Regions from separate parts of the Zea mays genome. Here all the other regions are linked to region 2. A link is a contact called in public Hi-C data. All regions are on one chromosome and are shown on one strand. The core of a region is the stretch at or near the end of the contact, and the rest is flanking DNA. Distances in the headings are between cores, read along the strand shown. Region 1 holds the start of LOC103641592 (chaperone protein ClpC1, chloroplastic). Region 2 holds the start of LOC100278683. Region 3 holds the start of LOC103641588 (cysteine-rich receptor-like protein kinase 6). Region 4 holds the start of LOC100282812.

The links. Hi-C and Micro-C count contacts between places; a contact is called where the count stands out from the background.
Region 1: a contact with region 2 is called in a Hi-C map of endosperm, with 2.1 times the contacts expected there. The contact joins the promoter of LOC103641592 here to the promoter of LOC100278683 in region 2. A contact is called at or near these places in 3 of 25 Hi-C or Micro-C datasets (ear, endosperm and leaf).
Region 3: a contact with region 2 is called in a Hi-C map of ear, with 2.6 times the contacts expected there. The contact joins the promoter of LOC103641588 here to the promoter of LOC100278683 in region 2. A contact is called at or near these places in 4 of 25 Hi-C or Micro-C datasets (ear, endosperm, leaf and 1 more).
Region 4: a Hi-C map of endosperm shows a contact between it and region 2, with 1.9 times the contacts expected there. The contact joins the promoter of LOC100282812 here to the promoter of LOC100278683 in region 2. A contact is called at or near these places in 2 of 25 Hi-C or Micro-C datasets (ear and endosperm).

Annotation. Positions count from the first base shown.
Region 1 is chr10:113,647,652-113,650,470 of Zm-B73-REFERENCE-NAM-5.0, reverse strand. LOC103641592 (chaperone protein ClpC1, chloroplastic) reads left to right here and starts at 1,511. Exons shown (of 10, transcript XM_008664931.4): 1 at 1,511-1,937; 2 at 2,637-2,819. The coding sequence starts at 2,681.
Region 2 is chr10:113,256,937-113,259,809 of Zm-B73-REFERENCE-NAM-5.0, reverse strand. It overlaps LOC100278683, which reads right to left and starts at 1,281. Exons shown (of 11, transcript NM_001371665.1): 1 at 1,040-1,281; 2 at 27-99. The coding sequence starts at 1,159.
Region 3 is chr10:112,923,102-112,925,920 of Zm-B73-REFERENCE-NAM-5.0, reverse strand. It overlaps LOC103641588 (cysteine-rich receptor-like protein kinase 6), which reads right to left and starts at 1,502. Exons shown (of 7, transcript XM_008664926.4): 1 at 1-1,502. The coding sequence starts at 289.
Region 4 is chr10:113,539,646-113,542,430 of Zm-B73-REFERENCE-NAM-5.0, reverse strand. It overlaps LOC100282812, which reads right to left and starts at 1,533. Exons shown (of 5, transcript NM_001155718.3): 1 at 1,075-1,533; 2 at 96-259. The coding sequence starts at 241. It also overlaps the pseudogene LOC118473581.

The DNA.
Region 1 (2,819 bases), core at 262-2,761, 390 kb before region 2:
CCCTCAAAGTTGCTCACGAGGGTATCAAGTCTATAAGGAGGCGAGAATATGGCTTCTTAAAGGTGAACTTGTAGGATCTATGATGTTGGATGATGAATCACCTCAAGAGATTACATAAGATTGAAGAAGATCATTAACAAGATTAGAAGCTATGGAAGCAAGATGTGGATCAAACATGAAATAGTGAAGAGGATGCTACAGACTTTCTCAGTAAAAAAACATGACACTACCTACCTTGATAAGAGAAAGTCCTTACTACAAGAGGATGACACTGAAAGAAGTACTTGGCAAGATTATCAACCATAAGATGATGGAAGAAGAAACCAAGTATGTCAAGTGTTTGTCCAAAGGTGTCGCTACTTTAAAGAATCAAGATGTTGCACTCAAGGGACCAAGAAGAAAAAAAGGCAAGCTAGTTGTTGAAGAATCATCAAGTGAAGATTGCTTAAGTATTGATATGACACTCTTCATTTGAAGCTTAAAGAGACGAAGAACCATAACTATAAGAGCAACAAAAGAAATGATAATTCAAAGTCAAGATCAAGGAAAAACCACTATAACTGTGGCAAGAATGGGCATTTTATTTCAAGTTGCCCTTATGAGAAGACGAAAGACAAAGAAGAAAAGAACGAAGAGAAGAAGAGCTATGTCAAGAATAAAAGTTATTCAAGAAGAGGCATAGCGGTGAAGCTCATATTGGGAAGGAATATGACTCAAATGATGAGAGTTCAGACTCTTCTAAAGAGAAAAGCATTGCAACATTGTCCTTCAACAAGTCATCACTCTTACCCAAGCTCAAGCATACTTGCCTCATGACAAGAGAGGGTTAAAAAGGTAAAAATCCATACCAAGCCACTCTCCTAAATATACATCTTGTAGTGATGATGACGAGTATGCATCTAGTAGTAGCTCTAGTGATGATGATGATGAAACAACTAACAAATCAGCCATGGTATTGAAATGAGATGCAATTCCATTTCTATTGTTTGGATGTCACTGTATTGGAGTTTGGAACTGGGTGATCTAATTCAACGCAATACAGAGGGGTGACACTCTTAATTGGGAGAGAGAGAGTTTCTAGTTATAGTTCAATACCATGGAATTGGCTCTCTGATTCTAAAACTCAATTCCATGTGCAACCAAACAACATAATTCATAAAAGCTTATTCCAATTCCCAATTCTGTGCACCAACATCGACATCCAAACAAGGTATAAAACTTATTTGATTTCGTGCAATGTAGAAGCATATTTGGTAGTGGCTGTAATGGATAGTTTAGGGCTAGTTTGACAACTTTATTTTTTTCATGAGAATCCCATTTTCTCAAGGGAAAATAAACTAATTTCTATGAGAAAATGAAAATCTCTTAGAAAGATGAGGTTACCAAACTAGCCCTTACAAACTCAAAACATCTCTAGAATTAGGGGAGATTGAAAAAAGTGAACTCATTCTACACTAATTTCGGAGGAAATTTGAGTAGCGTACAGCCGACTAAAACCCAAATCTTACGTACCAAAGAGTAATTCGGACTTCGTGAATAGCTGCGGGGGTTAAAATGACTTTCGCAAAATTTCGCTTAGCCAGCCAGCAAACCAGGCCGCTGAAATATAAAGGTGTTCCGCTGCACAAACTAGGGACGTATATGGGCTAAGTGGGCTGTACACGCGGGCAAACGAGATAGAGAAAAAGCCCGTGTTGGGATGGGGTGACGTACGACCCACTCCACCAAAGCACAAGCTCTCGTCGCTTCCTTTCCTTATCTTCTGACTTCTCCATTCCCAATTCCCACTACCGCGGCAGGCAGCTACCCCCTCCCTCTCGTCTCCTCCGCCACCTCTTCTCGCGTCTAGGGTGCGCCCGCCTCGCTGGCGTAGGGTCGGGACGGTTCTGCCGGTGCGAGCTCCACGACCCCTCTGCGGGAGACGAAACAAAGGCGTGGTAATCTCCCCGTTCCCAATTCCCCGTCTCAATATGTGAAGGGTGTCTGTCGGCGCGTCGTGGTTGGGGATTAGGAGTTGCTGGATGGAATTGGTCCCGCCGGCTCATCTCTTGGCTGCCCTGCATGGCGCATCTGCGGGTGCTTTCCTAGTGGGTAGCGCGGATGGCTCTGGCGGGGTCGCTTTTGTTGTGCGTCGCCTAGGCTAAATGTTGCCCACTTGAGAGTTGAGATTCTGCTGATACGATTTAGAGGGCGTCTTGTTGTCTCAACCAGCAACCATATCTCTTGGCTCTGTTTCGTTGAACGGTGGCTGGCGCCTGGCTGGGTGGGTGGGGTTGGGTGTTAATTCGATGTGGGATTCTAAAGCGTGTGCGCCTGGGTCGGCACAGAAAGGATGCATAATCGATTCGAGGAAATATAATATATTCGAGACCTGCAATCGTTTCAGTATGGTAGTTGCTATTGTATTTGATAGTTCCGTGAATCCTTGCCACCTTCAGATTTAGTTGCAAACTCTTTTCTTCCATCTGAATTGCCACCTTCAGATTTAGTTGCAAACTCTTTTCTTCCATTTGACTTGCCACCTTCAGATTTAGTTGCAAGCTCTTTTCTTCCATTTTAATTAGTTTGGTTTGCCGCATCTGCATAGCATTTTGTGATATTTACAGTTTTACTTAGTTCCTTCTGCAAATTTTCAGGGCTTGGTAGATACAGGTCTGGGATTGCCTTTTCCTAGTTCAACATGGAGGGCGCTCTTGTTCAGTCTGCTATTGTTCCAGCCGTTTACAGAAGCAGCTCAGGTCGGTTCCGTGTGCGTGCAAGGGCCAGAACAAATGCTACAATGGTGCGGAATACGCCAACAAGGACTCTTACTCTTGGTG
Region 2 (2,873 bases), core at 32-2,531:
TCATTAGAAGTAAAAATAGCAATCACCATATACACTATTTGTCGTTGCGGCTGCAGCTGAAAGCAAGCTATCGTAACAGTTCCTCATATCTTCCATTTCCTGCAAAGTACAATTCCATGTTTGTTGCAAAAGGTGGGTTAAATTTTTTTAATTTCCACTAGAGGGCAGTTGTGGCCCCAAATCTTTTCTTCCTATTACAGTTCACATGAGAAAGTGAATGACTTGTGAATTTGTCTGAAAATTTAAATCATGGATCAGCTTATAGTCCTGTCAAACTTGTACCATATAATAAACTTCAATCACTATCCAACATCACATTCATGTCTGAACAGCTTTCACCATAATTTATCCATTAAGATGCAGTCAAGTAAAGACAGGAACTGTTCATTGTATCTGAGACGGAAATGCTGAAAAAAAAGACTCAATTCCCCTGAATTTCAGAAAACGTATTTCCACTGGTATTGAATATAATAACGCCCAGCAGGCAATGCTAGGTTAAACAAATGATCAGTTCCTCTCATGACGACTTTGAATTGCTGACTGTAGACGAGTTCTAGATAGCTACTTTCTGCGACCCAAGCTTCCTACCGTGGACTTTGACCAGGAAGAAACAGGCCACAAAATGAATACTATGTGCTTCTGGACTCCAAATCTCTAGTGGCCACAATAATACATGAAAGCGATCAAATCCACACATTTCACTGATCATATCCAAATAATGTATGAACAGATTACTAAGTAGAATTCCCAGTCTAAAAGAAAAAGCGCAAAACTATATATAAGAAATAAACACGAAAAAGGATTTATAGCTCAGAAAAGAATGTATAGGCGAAGGTCATTCGATCCTAAAAAATCATCGTGCCCCAGGAACAAATCACTGCGGCCAACACAGCCCATGAAAATCAGCGGCATAAGCAAGCGACGGGACAGCGGCTCCTCGACGAGCACACACGATCCGACTTTAACGCGTAACCACACGGCAGAACGAACGGCAATAACCGAGAGGAATGAACAGAGGCGTTCGCGGCGGAGAGGAGACCTGGGCGGCGTAGACGAGCTCGTCGAGCTTGGCGGACGGCGGGCGGTGGTCCTTCCTCTCCCTGTGGTGGTGGTGGTGATGAAGGGCGAAGCCCCGGAACCTGCGCAATGGCGATTTCATCTCCTTCCACCCTGAATCCCCAGACAGGAAACGCAACTTGGAATCGCAGGCCCTTGATGATGATTAGTATGGGGAGAGGGGGAAGGCGAGGCTGGCTTTCTTCGGCTCTTCGCTGCTGCAGCTCTCAGGCTGAATTTGGGACCAAAACTGATGTGGAGAGAGAGTCGGGGAACGGTCAGTCGTCGGAGAGGAGAGTCTTTATGGCGTGATTTTCGGAGAGAGAATACATGGAGTCATTTATTTTGGTCCATGTTTGACCAAACGAAACCAGCATGACCCAAATATATGGCATAAACAAACATAAAAAAGGTAGTTGCATGGCTGCTCCTGCTTAGAACTTTTAAAGGCAAGTTTGAAAGTAAGGGAAGAGAAACCCGAAAAGACAAGGAAGAAAAATCTCCCGAAAAGACAAGGAAGAAAAATCTCTTAGCACTAGTTTGGAAACTCAAATTTCTTTACGATCCCCTTCATTTCTGTCATGAAAAAGATCCACGGGTCTCTGAGGCCCACCGATCGGAGAGATTGTACGGGATAAGAATCTCTGGACTATATGGAATCACCGACTAGCAGGGGATAAGGGAACTGTCTACCCTGGAAGTGCTCGCCCCCGGATAAACCCCGAGGCACTAAGCTCGGGGTTAGGCGTGGTGGAGCTAGAGAGGGGGACCGCGCGAACCGAAGGAAAGCCACTCGAGGGGATTCCTTGTCTGGCCTAAGACTGACCAGCCATAAGTGGTCGGCTGCATTAACTATTTCTGGCACCGAGCCGCAGTAGAGAACAGTCACACCCGGATTTAAAGGATAAAGTTGGGTGCGTCTCATATGTGCGCCAAGAAAGAACATCACATATAATGACAAAGTGTATAGAAATAAATGTCATAAATATCATAAATATAATTATTACATAACGAAAGTCTTACAAGGAAATAAATAATGATAAAAACGAACTAAATATTATTTTCTGGCGCCACAGAGCTGACTGGGAGACGCCACCTAAATCAACATGTAAGCTTCATTGTAGGGCGGCTCCTCTTCAACCACCTTCTCTTCACATGTGGAGGGTTTATATATCGCAAGAGTGAGCTCACAAAAGATCATAGCTCAACAAGTTGTGGGGAATAATGTGCATGAACTCACCAAAGGTGGGAATTCATGTGAAGTGTAAGGCTGATCAACAAAATAAAAGTTGAAGGTGAGCATTGCTTTTATAAGTTGGTCAAAATTTTATTAGCAGTTACTAAATGTAAGTGAATACTAAACCATAGCAATAGTAAATTAAAATAATAATAAATCCCAATGCGATGCAAATGATAAATTGAATTTAATTCTATAAGTTAATCATGTGAGTGTCCGAGCCGCTCATGACCGTGAGCACGGCTAGTATACCAGTTTTACACTCTGCAGAGGTTACACATCTTTACCCACAAGTCGTGTTACCCATTTGCCACGGGGTTGATCGGACCCCATACACCTCTACCAAGGAAGCGAGGCAGAGTACCACTACGAGGCCTTTACAAAGTTCCACTAGCTTCAGAAAACCCACTACAGTTTCTAGGAAGCTACAATGCAGGGAACCCTCGCCTGACCGCCATCGCAGCAAAATTAACCCAAGGGCCTCCCCACACTGACCACTCCCATACTGCCCTTGCCCCTATCGGGTAAGGTAGTCCTCCACTAGCTTTCCTAGTTAGTCAGTCAAGGGTGTCCCATACCA
Region 3 (2,819 bases), core at 253-2,752, 330 kb after region 2:
TGGGTTGTGCAGCTCTCGGAGTCGCAGTTGCAGGCCCGGAGATGTTCAACGGTGCTGCTGGTGCAGGTGATGCTCGTGCTTGTGCAGGCGGTGAAGGCGATGGGTTACGACCGCCAGGAGGCGCTGGTGTGGGTTGTACACCCCCCACACTCGCAGGAAAGGATGATGATACATTTAAGGGGAAGTAATCGATCATCGCCGACGCCAGCGATCGCCGGGCCAAGGACTTGGTGTTGTAGAAGGGGTAGCTCTCGTACCTGGCCATGCAGCTGAGCCGCAGGACCTGCATCCCCGCGCTGCCGTTGTACTCCCGCTCTACCACCGCGAGAGCGCCGCCGAGGCAGCGGCGGCAGTCGGCGCACGAGATCCCGGCGGCGAGGCACCGCGTGAGCCCGTAGATCCGTAGATCCGGCCGAGGCACCGCCGAGGCACCGCGTGAGCCCGTAGATCCGGCCGCCGCCTGCCGCAGTCGTCCCACCAGTGCCTACACCGATGTCGCTGCACATGTGGCCGCTCCTCGTGCTGTCCGCGACGACGGCGGCGAGTAGGCGCCTCACCGCCGCTTTGTTGGCGCCGACATGCGGCGGCAACGACGACAGCGCGCGGCTCGCGTTGAACACGGTCTCCGTGTGTTCGTCCTCGCGGAACCGGCCGGTGTCGCGGACCGAGTACCGGAGGAAGCAGGCGTCGTGCCAGACCGCCGACGTCGCGCACGCGGTCCCGGCGATGAGCTTGGACGAGGCTGCGGCTGTTGGAACCGGACCGCCCGACACACGGCGTGTCCGTCGGGGCCGGCACACACGGCGCGTCCATCCAGGCCGTCGGGCCGCGACACACGCGCCCGCACGTATAGCAGCGGGCTTTAGGTCTCTTGGGCCAACACTCCCCCAAAAAACTAGCCTGATAGGGGGTTGCACCCTCAACCTTATAAACCATGCTACCACACCCTCACCACACAATGTGGGACTATTCCCAACAATCTCCCCCTCACACATTGTGAGCCAAGATTTGTCTGAAAATGCATTGGGCCTACCTGGCTCTGATACCAATTGTTGGAACCGGACCGCCCGACACACGGCGTGTCCGTCGGGGCCGGCACACACGGCGCGTCCATCCAGGCTGTCGGGCCGCGACACACGCGCCCGCACGTATAGCAGCGGGCTTTAGGTCTCTTGGGCCAACACTCCCCCCAAAAAGCTAGCCTGATAGGGGGTTGCACCCTCAACCTTATAAACCATGCTACCACACCCTCACCACACAATGTGGGACTATTCCCAACAATCTCCCCCTCACACATTGTGAGCCAAGATTTGTCTGAAAATGCATTGGGCCTACCTGGCTCCGATACCAATTGTTGCCGTCGGCTGCCGGTGGTGCAGCTCGGTGGCGATCGACAACGCAGACGACGTACTCAGGGACGCACGCCGTCGCCCACGATTTCTCTCACGCGAAAATAGCGGATCTGAACTGAACGCAGGAGAGTTGTGGTGCCAAAACGTTGCACCATTTTCGTTGTACTCTTTGCTATTTATTCTTAGTGTTTACAGGCCTAAGACCCACGATCACCCGCCACACGCGCTCGCGCTGCGACGCGCCCGCCTGACGCGCGGGAACGCTCTTCATGCGCGACGTGGCGGTGACCACACTCGCCTCACCGTGAACGCAGCACGATTCAGGCTGAACACCACTCATGCAGCTATCTATTTGTGGAACACAAATATGCATTACTAAAACAAGTAACTAATAATGCAATGCATGATCTTGCACAGTGTGTGCGGGCGGCCCCGACGGACACGCCGTGTGTGGGCGGTCCGGTTCCAACAACGGCGAGGCAGGCAGTGCACTCGGAGGCCGACACGTCGGGGCTGCACTGCGCGACCCCGTACATGGTGGTCCGGTTCTCGGCGGCGACGTACGAGGACATGCTGTGGGACATGTGGGGGGCGACGCCGCCGCCGTAGGCTCCGGCGCACACGGCTGCGAGGAAGCTGGCGAACTCGCCGCTCGTGGCGACAGTGGAGTGCCCGGAGCAGACGGTCAGGGTGGGCTGCTGAAGACCGGCGCCGTTGTTGGACGACGGCGACGACGAACGCGCCGGGGCCGCCAGTAGCGCCGCCAGGAAGAACAACGCCACCAGCATGTTCGGTGCAAGCCGGAAGGTGCTGGCCGTCCACGGCACACGTACGGTGGCCGACGGCAACGCCATATCCTCACGACTCGTCCTCTAGATTAATTCTTTCCCATGGTCGTCTCTGTAGCGAGAAGCCGAGATTTTTTTTTTGGGATCCACGTACAGTTAATCGTGAAAAGGAAGCCGGGTGAGGACTATTACTCAGAATATGGGTCGAGCTTTTTGGGCTAGCACGAGCACGGGCCGAAAACAGGGGCCCAAAACACAGCCCGGCACGAAATAATATGAGTCGAGCTAGCACGGTCCGAAGCTGAGCTTAGGCCGGGCCTCAAATTTCAGCTCGTCGGGCCCCTCGCACGGCCCGCATAGATAGGCCGGGCTTAGGCCGGCACGGCCCAATTAACCTCAACCTGTTTAATTTATTTAATCTAGTAAGATGTCGACTTTATATTGTTATTATATTTAGAGTTTGTGTGGTTAAATGATGCTAAAATTGTTTAATATCTTTTATTTAGTAAGCTATGAACTTTATATGGTTTTAATATTTTGATTTTACGTGGTTAAATATATGTGTCGGGCTTGGGTCGGCACGACCCAACAAAGGCACGATATGGTTTAGGCCGGACTGGGCTATTGTTTTTATACTTCGGGCTGGTACGGCACGACCTAAAATTTTTTTAGGCTTTTC
Region 4 (2,785 bases), core at 284-2,783, 280 kb before region 2:
ACAGATCATCGGTTAAGGTTTGGACTAGGAACCTGAGTGCAGAATTAGGCAGATGAAGAACAGAACAGGAGAAAAAAAATTGTTTCTGGCTATACCTCTCAGAGAGCTGGTGCCCAACCTGAAAGCCGATGGCCTCAATGCGGCGGGCAGCAAGCTCTGGCTTGGCGGCATAGAGGCCACCGCAGTAGACAGCCACCATCTCCATGACCACCGCATCAACACAGCTCTCCGCGATAGCCATCAGGTTTATCAAGGATGTCTAAATTTGTAAATGAGGAAATAACATTAGGGACTTCCTAATTCTAAATTTTCTACTCCTAGTAATAAAAAAGAAACTTTAACAGAACTTTTGTTGCATAAACAAAGCAAAAAATAAAAAGGCAAGTTTCAAAAAAAATCAACAATCAGATCTCTGTTAACATAATCAAAGATTAGATGAATCGAACTATTACAAATTTATATCTAAAGAAATCCCTGGGATTGACTTGTGTGGACAGCATTACATATGATGCTACCGTGATGAACATGATCCAGATAAAAGTAACCAACTAATGTTACCTAGCAGAACATCAAGGTCAAACATTTGATGCCATCATCTAAGTGAGGCTCAATTACCAAATTAGAAACGATATATGCTTCAGTGAACCGACAAACAGTATTTATTGTTTCAGCTGCTAGAAATGCCATAAAAATGCCTATGTATTGTGCAAATAAGATTTCAGGCGGAATAAACATCATCTTTTGCCATCTCAACAATCTGAGTTAATGAATGAGGAGGCAAAATGCTCTAGAATAGTAAATTTTTAGCACCAAATGTGAGTCAAGCCCCCAACCGTGCCCCAGCGGCGGGATCGAGAGCCAAGCTCGGCGACCGAGAGGCGGTGCAGGACCGGTCGAACAGGTTGCGCAGTCGGCCCCGTCTGGATCTGCTTGAGCTGGCTTTTCTAGAGCTGGCCAGGGAAGCCACTTCCTAAAGAAGTACTATACAAAAAAGCTATGCGTTTGGTGTCCATCTTATTGTTTGGGATTCTTCTTCTTACATAGACCTACATCTAAGTGAGTCGGAGCGCACACCTTCACGAGAAGGGCGTAACTTCGGCGCTCCTCGGCAGGCACAAGCGGAGGTCAGCGCGGAGATGGGTCAATTTGCAGCTCTGGACGTCGATTTGGCCGGAGACGGGTCGAATTGCTATGCAGCGCGTCGATCTGCTCGGAGACGGCTCGATTTACGGCGTACGGCGCCGATTCGCCGAAACCAAGGGTGGCGGAGCACGTTTGATCTGCGTGGGTGCCTGCCGTCTTCTTCCTCTCCACCAATCTACTGCAGATACTTGGGCCTGCCTGCTGCCCACGGTTGGAACGAGGACGGAGGCGGCGGAGGAAGGTACGGGCGGGACGGGGGACGGGGGCTAGCGGGTGTGCGTGTGACTTGTGTGAGGGAAAAGGCCAGCAGTAGCTGGCGGCTCGCCCCTTGCACGAAAATGCTGGGGCCGAGGAGTTTTTTTTTCTACTAATCGGTAAGAAGTGGTGTTTGTGAAGGTGGCCCGACCACCTGACTGCGCTTCTAGGCTGCAATTTTAGTGATTGTGTTGTTTGGTCCATTTGAGAGCTCGGTTGTGCGCGTGCACATTAACCCCTCCCCCTTCCCCCACCTAGCTCTAGGAAACACCCCTAGGGTTCGTCTTTTGTGAGCTCGGTTGCTCGCGGCGCAAGGCGAGTGATTCGGGGGCGCTCTCGCGTGTCGATGGGTGGCTCGCGCGGGAAGGCGAAACCTCCACGTGTGCGCTCCACACCAGCGAATCCTCCTGCGTGAGAGACCGATGGTGCTGAGCAGTTGTTCGTGGCGACGGTGAGCTCCTCTGGCAGGGTTCGTCTCTGTTCCCTGTCTTTGAGGTTGCTCGACGCACGCTGCTCCGGCTGCTGTGGGGACTCTGAGGTGTTGGACTTCTTCCTCTTTGTGCCCGTCGGCTACTTCTACTTCCAGTCTGCTTCCTCTACTTTGAGATCTACTTGGTGTTTGTTGCTACGACCCCGGGCCCAAGGTGAAATCGGCATGTAATCTTCTATTTCTTCTAGTTGTTGAATCCGTTAGGGTTTGGTACAATATAGGTTGCTCATGATTTGTTATAGTCTGTTTTGGTTGATTTAAGGATGTGTTATCTACTTTGTTATGCTTGGTATACTTGCTGCAATTTTTTATTTTCATGTGGTTTGCTTTGGATTTATACTAAAATGGTCAATGATGTTGTCCTTTACGTGCACCTGGAGGTATATCTAGATGATGCAATCGTGCTCTTTTTCCTTACTGATTCATTGTGCAAGCATGTTGAGACCAAGCAGGGTATGATGAGCTTAATTCATCTATCATTTTTATATGCATGTAGATGGATCCCTCTTTGAGTTGTGAGTTGTTGTGTAAGCAAGCAGTTGCCTTGACAGTGCCATGGCTGCAAAGAGGGATGCCATCTGTAATGCTATCTGGGGAGGGAGGGGAACCTCTAGGATATGATGGGCCACATTATTGAATCCAGCTTGTTTACCCTTCTATGGAACTCATGTTTGTTTGATGGTCATGTAATAATATGATTGACATGACTGTGACCAAGTTTTCCCATTTGTGTTTTCTTGTTGTGGCCATGATTACAATGTTGATATTATTATCCTAATTTGTACATGCAAACCAGTGGTAAGATATCTTTAGTCTGAGATGGTGATCAGGGTGGGTTTGTGGCAGCTACTGATGTGATGACTGAGATGATAAGGGTTGGTGTTGGTGTAGTAGCTA